Regions from separate parts of the Cricetulus griseus genome. Here region 2 is linked to region 1. Evidence: chromatin contacts called from public Hi-C data. All regions are on one chromosome and are shown on one strand. The core of a region is the stretch at or near the end of the contact, and the rest is flanking DNA. Distances in the headings are between cores, read along the strand shown. Region 1 has its middle 110 kb from the start of Tmem45b. Region 2 has its middle 13 kb from the start of Barx2.

Region 1 (2,769 bases), core at 86-2,585:
ACACACACACACACACACACACACACACACACACACACACTGACAACAATACCCCTAATAGACACTACAGGTTAACTAATAAAAAGCCCAGTTCGGGGAATGGATTATTTCCTCTTTTGGCTAGTGAAGTTCCATAGATCCCAAACATTAAAGACTACTGCTGATGCAATGGTTACCCTCCAGAACTTGACGATAAGGCTGTATTGCCGAAGACATCACATAATTGAGTCACGCACTATGATGGAATCACTCTGGTACTATCTGGAAGCTTTGCCCTTAGTAGCTAGCTTTTGAAGGGACCAGCTCCCCATTTCAGCAGCCATAACAGCCTAACACGTGCTTGCCTGACCTTGCCTTGGTCACTAGGTCAGATGCCTGCCCATTTCAGCAGCCATAACAGTCTAACATGTGCTTGCCTGACTTTGCCTTGGTCACTAGGAGGTCAGATGCCTGCCTCATGGCAAGGAACCAATCAGAAGTTAGCTGGTGGTGCTATGTTTTACAGCTCTGGTTGTGCTTTACAGACAAGTGTACAGCAATGACATGAAGAGCATAGCAACCATTCTGGGAGGGCCTATGGGCTATAACAACCAGTTGACCAATTAACACGGGGCAAGTCCTCCAAGGCTGGAGGCACACCAATCCAGAGCCTGTGCGTACCCCTGGATACTCCCCTTACGCTGCCCTATAAGATCTCTATCCTGTGGTTTCTCAGTGTCTTTCCCAGCCATCCACCATGGTGGATGGATGAAAGGTCCGTGCTAACATGGGGTTAGCTCGTTAAACAACTGCAATAAAACCTCTTGCTGTTTGCATCAAGTTTTCGACTCCACTTGGTGATTGGGGTTGTCCCAGTCCTGGGCCAAGATCCTGAGGGCCTGAGCCTCCAGGGGTCTTTCACTTTCACCATGGAAAGTGCTATGCATGATACTGGGGGAGAAAGTAATCATCAGTGTTACCAGGCTCTGAACCCTGCAAGCTACAATAATGAATGGCTTGTCAAGACAAGCCCAAATAGTGGCATGAACATCATAGGAGTAACCAACCACTTTCTGATTAGATTTAAGGCCTCTTACACAAGATGTAACCCATACCTAGCACCAATATCAGGGCTAAGACCCTGTGGTTAGATAGGTCATAGGACCTAGGAGAGAACCTACCACTATTATTCTAAATGGACTTAGTATTGAACCAATTCCTAATGGCTTATCATCATACCCATAGATTAATTTATCTCTCAGCCCTTACCAGAGAAGCTTCTATTTGCAGTAGATGATTAACACAGAAGCACAAAGCTGGTTAAAGTGCAAAGAGTAAGAAACTGCAGACTGCTCAGCTGCAAATGGAACATCCATTTCCCACCCAGGACAGCTTTAATTTATGACTTTTTAAGATAGGGTGTTAGCCTAGAGTGCAAGAATGCTGATTGAGACAGAGAAAAATCTTTATAAAGCCTAACTTATGACACACCCAAGGTTCAGGATCATTAAGAAAGACGGGATTGAAAGACTGTAAAAGCTAGAGGTGGTCAATGACCACAAGGAAACAGTGTCTCCAGACACAACAGGGCAGCTGAACATATGACCTCACAGTGATTGTGACAGCAATCACAAGACTGTGCGAGCTCCAGACAAAATCCCAATGTGGAAATGGTAAGTTAGCGTGAAATCTCAACCCAGGGAGGGACTACAGCATTTCACGGGTTCCGGAGAGGGAATCTGAGGGTTAAATAAAGACAAGACAGTGGGTCATTCTTGTAAGGAGAATGCTGTTTATTTCAGAAGGGAGTAGACTTATATACCAACAGCAGCCACAGTGGAAATTTACTCAGGTCAAGATCCATGTCCCCAAGCCCCCTGGCAATGAGCGGATAATTTGTATTCTTGCATACAGGCTGAAGGAGGGACGTGAATGCCTAATCTCCAAGCAGGCAGAGAACACCAAGGGCACCTTAGGTCACCCAGCAGGGTCCCAACACTTTCACTAAAATAATAATAACAACAACAACAACAATAATAATAATAATAATAATAATCTTTTAAAAGTAAGGACACTGTCCAAAATAGATGGTGCCTCTTTGCCCCAAACCCATGCAGTCACTTGCTTCTGCTCTGTGATCACGGTAGTCAGGACCAGGAAGGCAGCGTAAATAAGTAGTCTATGCAGCATCAAAGATAGATTGCATGTTGATTGTGAGTCTCCCATAAACTGGAGACCCCACAGGTACAACTGATTCTCCCCCCCCCCATAGAATACGAGCTCTGAGTGACCAAAGCACATAAAAAAGTCGACTAACACAATGGAGTACATCTAATACAAATACAAATAGGAATATAAATCCATATTGCTATTGTATTAGATACACTCTGCTGCACCTTGAGTTTTTTCCCACCTCATAGACTTTGGAAATCAGTTCCTAACAAATTTTTAATTCTTTTTTAATTCTTATGTATAATATTCAATTATAGGCACGTACTGTAACTTGTTTAATTATACTTCATGTTATAAATATATTAGTGAATTTATTCTTGTGCTCAAGCCACTGTGCAAATTTTTATAAGGCAAATCTTCAAGGGTCTCATTGCTGTGTCAGAGACTATAATACTTTCAAATTTTGACAGATATTATTAAATTGCCCTCTAATTTCCTGTCAACATTAACATAAGAGTTCTATTCCCCACAGATGTGTCTAAGAGGTGTTGTCAATTTTTTTCATTCTAATAGGTGAAAAAATGATCTTTTATGGTAGAGAGTGTGTGGGGGTGAGTG
Region 2 (2,769 bases), core at 199-2,698, 330 kb before region 1:
ATTCTATACCTTTGCTGGAGAAAAGTTTATTCAAGCCTTTTTTTTTTTTTTTTTTTTTGAGACAGGTTCAAGTTGGACTGAATTCACTGTCTAGCCCAGGCTGGGTGTTAATTTCTGGCCCACTTCTGCTTTAACCTCCCATGTGTTCAGATTATAGGTATGAATCAGTACACTGGCTCCCTTTTGAATGGATATGTTAGAAAATTTAAATATTTTGGATATTAAATTGTATCATTTCTTTCTTTCTTTCTTTTGGGGGGAGGTTAAGACAGGGTTTCTTTGTGTATCCCTGGCTCTCCTGGAACTCTGTAGACCATGCTGGCCTCAAACTCAGAGATCTGCCTATCTCTGCCTCGGGAGTGCTAGGATTAGAGTCATGTACCACCAAGGCCTGCCCCATTTTTGAGGCAGTGTCTTTCCATATAATGGCCTGGGCTTGCCTGAAATTGCTATGTAGTAAGCTAGGCTTAAACTCATGAGCATCCTGCTACAGCCTCCCAAAGACGGGGAATGTAAGAATGAGCTGCATGGCCAAATGCATCCATCCTAGACTTTGACTTTGCTTTTCTCACATCAAAGTGATCCTCACATTTCACAGATTCAAATTTCTCAAAACTACTTCCACCTCTCCTCCTTTGCTTCAGAAAACAGCTTACTGCTCACCGACCTTCATACTGTGACTTCTTAAGTGGTTTCCTGTCTGCACATATCTGTTTACCTCACCCTCCTGCCATGGAGGTGACAGGGAGGTTTTCAGGATGAGGTTAAGTCCATGGCAGTTTAGGAGATGCTCTATGGTCTTGCCCATCTTCTCACCTTGCCCTCTCTATAACTACACTCTAGCTGCGCTTGCCACCTCCAGACCACCAGACACTTTCACTTGCTTCTAGACTTTAGATCCTAACTTAGATGGAAATGGGCTTTTTTCTTTCCCTCTTCTGTTTCTGACATTCTTCTGTGATCTCTTCTTAGACTGGCCTACTGGGATAGTTCCAAACACATCCTCTTGGGCATAGGTATCTGCTTGTTGATTCATTTGTCTGCTAGTCGGAAGGACTGTCTACTTTTTACCCATGTTTCTCCAACAATGCCCCTCCCCCCACACACATGCCAGGACTTCTGGGACAGAAATGACATTCAACAAATAATTAGATACATTTTCTCTGTATTTAACTTATGTGCATTTTCTCCACTACACAGAATTGAAATACACAGCCATGACTATGAGAAGACAATGCAGCTCAAAGGAAAAGTGCTGCTATTGAACAATGTGGTATTAAGTATCAAGAAACAACAATGTCCTGTTCCGAGCTCAGTTATCTGATTGGCTAAATGGTTGCTGGGAATGCAGTACCCAAGCCAGCTTCTTAATGATTATCCACAGTGCTTTGTAGTTTGTGCTGGTTTCAGCCAGCCACATGAACTGGAGCTCTGCTCTGAAAGGTTCGGCAGGGCTGGATGGTTGTAGTGACATACAAACTTGCTATTCATGCCTAGCCAGACTGGTTAGCTTGCTATGTCCTATTGCAGAGAAGGGGAGAATAAGGAAATAGGCATTTCATGTGAAAATGCCAATGTCACTGCTGCTGAGTCAACAGCGACCCAGTCATTTCTAAGGCCAGGGCTTTTGCTCCATGGTGGGAAAGATGAGATGTTTTTGGTTTATCTTCTTTTATGTGTATCTTGTTACTAACATTTTGTCTTATATTTTCCTACTTCAGCCTTGCTCTCTACTCCTTTTCCCAGAAGGTTTACAGCCTGAGATAAAGGAGACCAGGTGTATCTGTAAGTTCAGGGTGATGTTAAATGCACCTAACCCTCAGAAGTTGGAGGTGTTAAAATATGTCCTGGAGACGGCACACTTACACTAAAATACACTGTAAGTACAAGTGTTGATCATATTGGAGATTTGCTGAGTGTACTAATGAGGTCTGGAGGCTAACTCCCTCAGGCCAGTGGGCTTTCAGTATTGCCTAAGGTCCCTAAATGGAGTTTGGATTTGGGCTTACACTGTAGCATCAGGACACAGGCCAGGTCATTTGGGTAGGGTACTATAGACATTCTTCTTGTGTTCTGATCTGCTCCCATATATTTCTTTCAATACTCTTGTTACAAAGTTAAGTCACTTAAATTATTTTAAATGCATACTCAAGTCCTTGATGGCGGGGGTTACCAGAACCCTAAATGGATGTAAGGTCAGCAAAGAGTCTTCCTTGTCACATCTGAAGCTGGTTCCAGATCTGGGAAGGATAGTTGTTAGTGATGCTTCCGACACAATGTTGAAGTCAGCCCTTAAGGGTCCCTAGAGAACACAAGTGTCTGACTTGGTACCTCAGGAACCCTGTCTTCAGGGACATTCCCATATCCTACCAATAGAGGGAGCCATGATTCCATCTCACAGACGACATCCTTGTCCTCTGATAGAGGACAGTAACCAAAAAACTGCAGCTCTGAGATAGTGCCTTTGCCTCAGGCTACTGAGGGTTCCAGGCAGAGTCAACAGCTACATTTGATTGCTGATAGATAAATCTCCACCAGGCTCCCAGCTGAATTGCTGGCCTGAGAATGCTTAGGAGAGCTCCGGATGGCAGCTTTTGCATCGCATACTTAGTCAACTAACTTTCCTTGCTTCTGAAATTTCTGTTAATTCTAAAAGGCAATTGGAACTATTTATATTTAGATTACTTCATAACTGGAGTTTCGCAGCCCATGATATGATTGAGGTTTCTATAACTATGTTCTCTTGTCAATCTTCTTAATATTCAAATA

The links. Hi-C and Micro-C count contacts between places; a contact is called where the count stands out from the background.
Region 2: a Hi-C map of liver shows a contact between it and region 1, with 5 times the contacts expected there. The contact joins two enhancer-like sites. A contact is called at or near these places in 6 of 8 Hi-C or Micro-C datasets (the CHK-Q cell line, the CHL-YN cell line, the CHO-K1 cell line and 2 more).

Annotation. Positions count from the first base shown.
Region 1 is chr4:144,010,402-144,013,170 of CriGri-PICRH-1.0, reverse strand. It overlaps the pseudogene LOC100766291. Among named protein-coding and RNA genes, the nearest start is that of Tmem45b, 110 kb to the right of the region's middle. Within about 2 kb of position 1,335, at least 1 of the 6 cell types and tissues checked has open chromatin away from gene starts, as enhancers often do.
Region 2 is chr4:144,338,795-144,341,563 of CriGri-PICRH-1.0, reverse strand. No RefSeq gene overlaps it. Among named protein-coding and RNA genes, the nearest start is that of Barx2, 13 kb to the right of the region's middle. Within about 2 kb of position 1,448, at least 1 of the 6 cell types and tissues checked has open chromatin away from gene starts, as enhancers often do.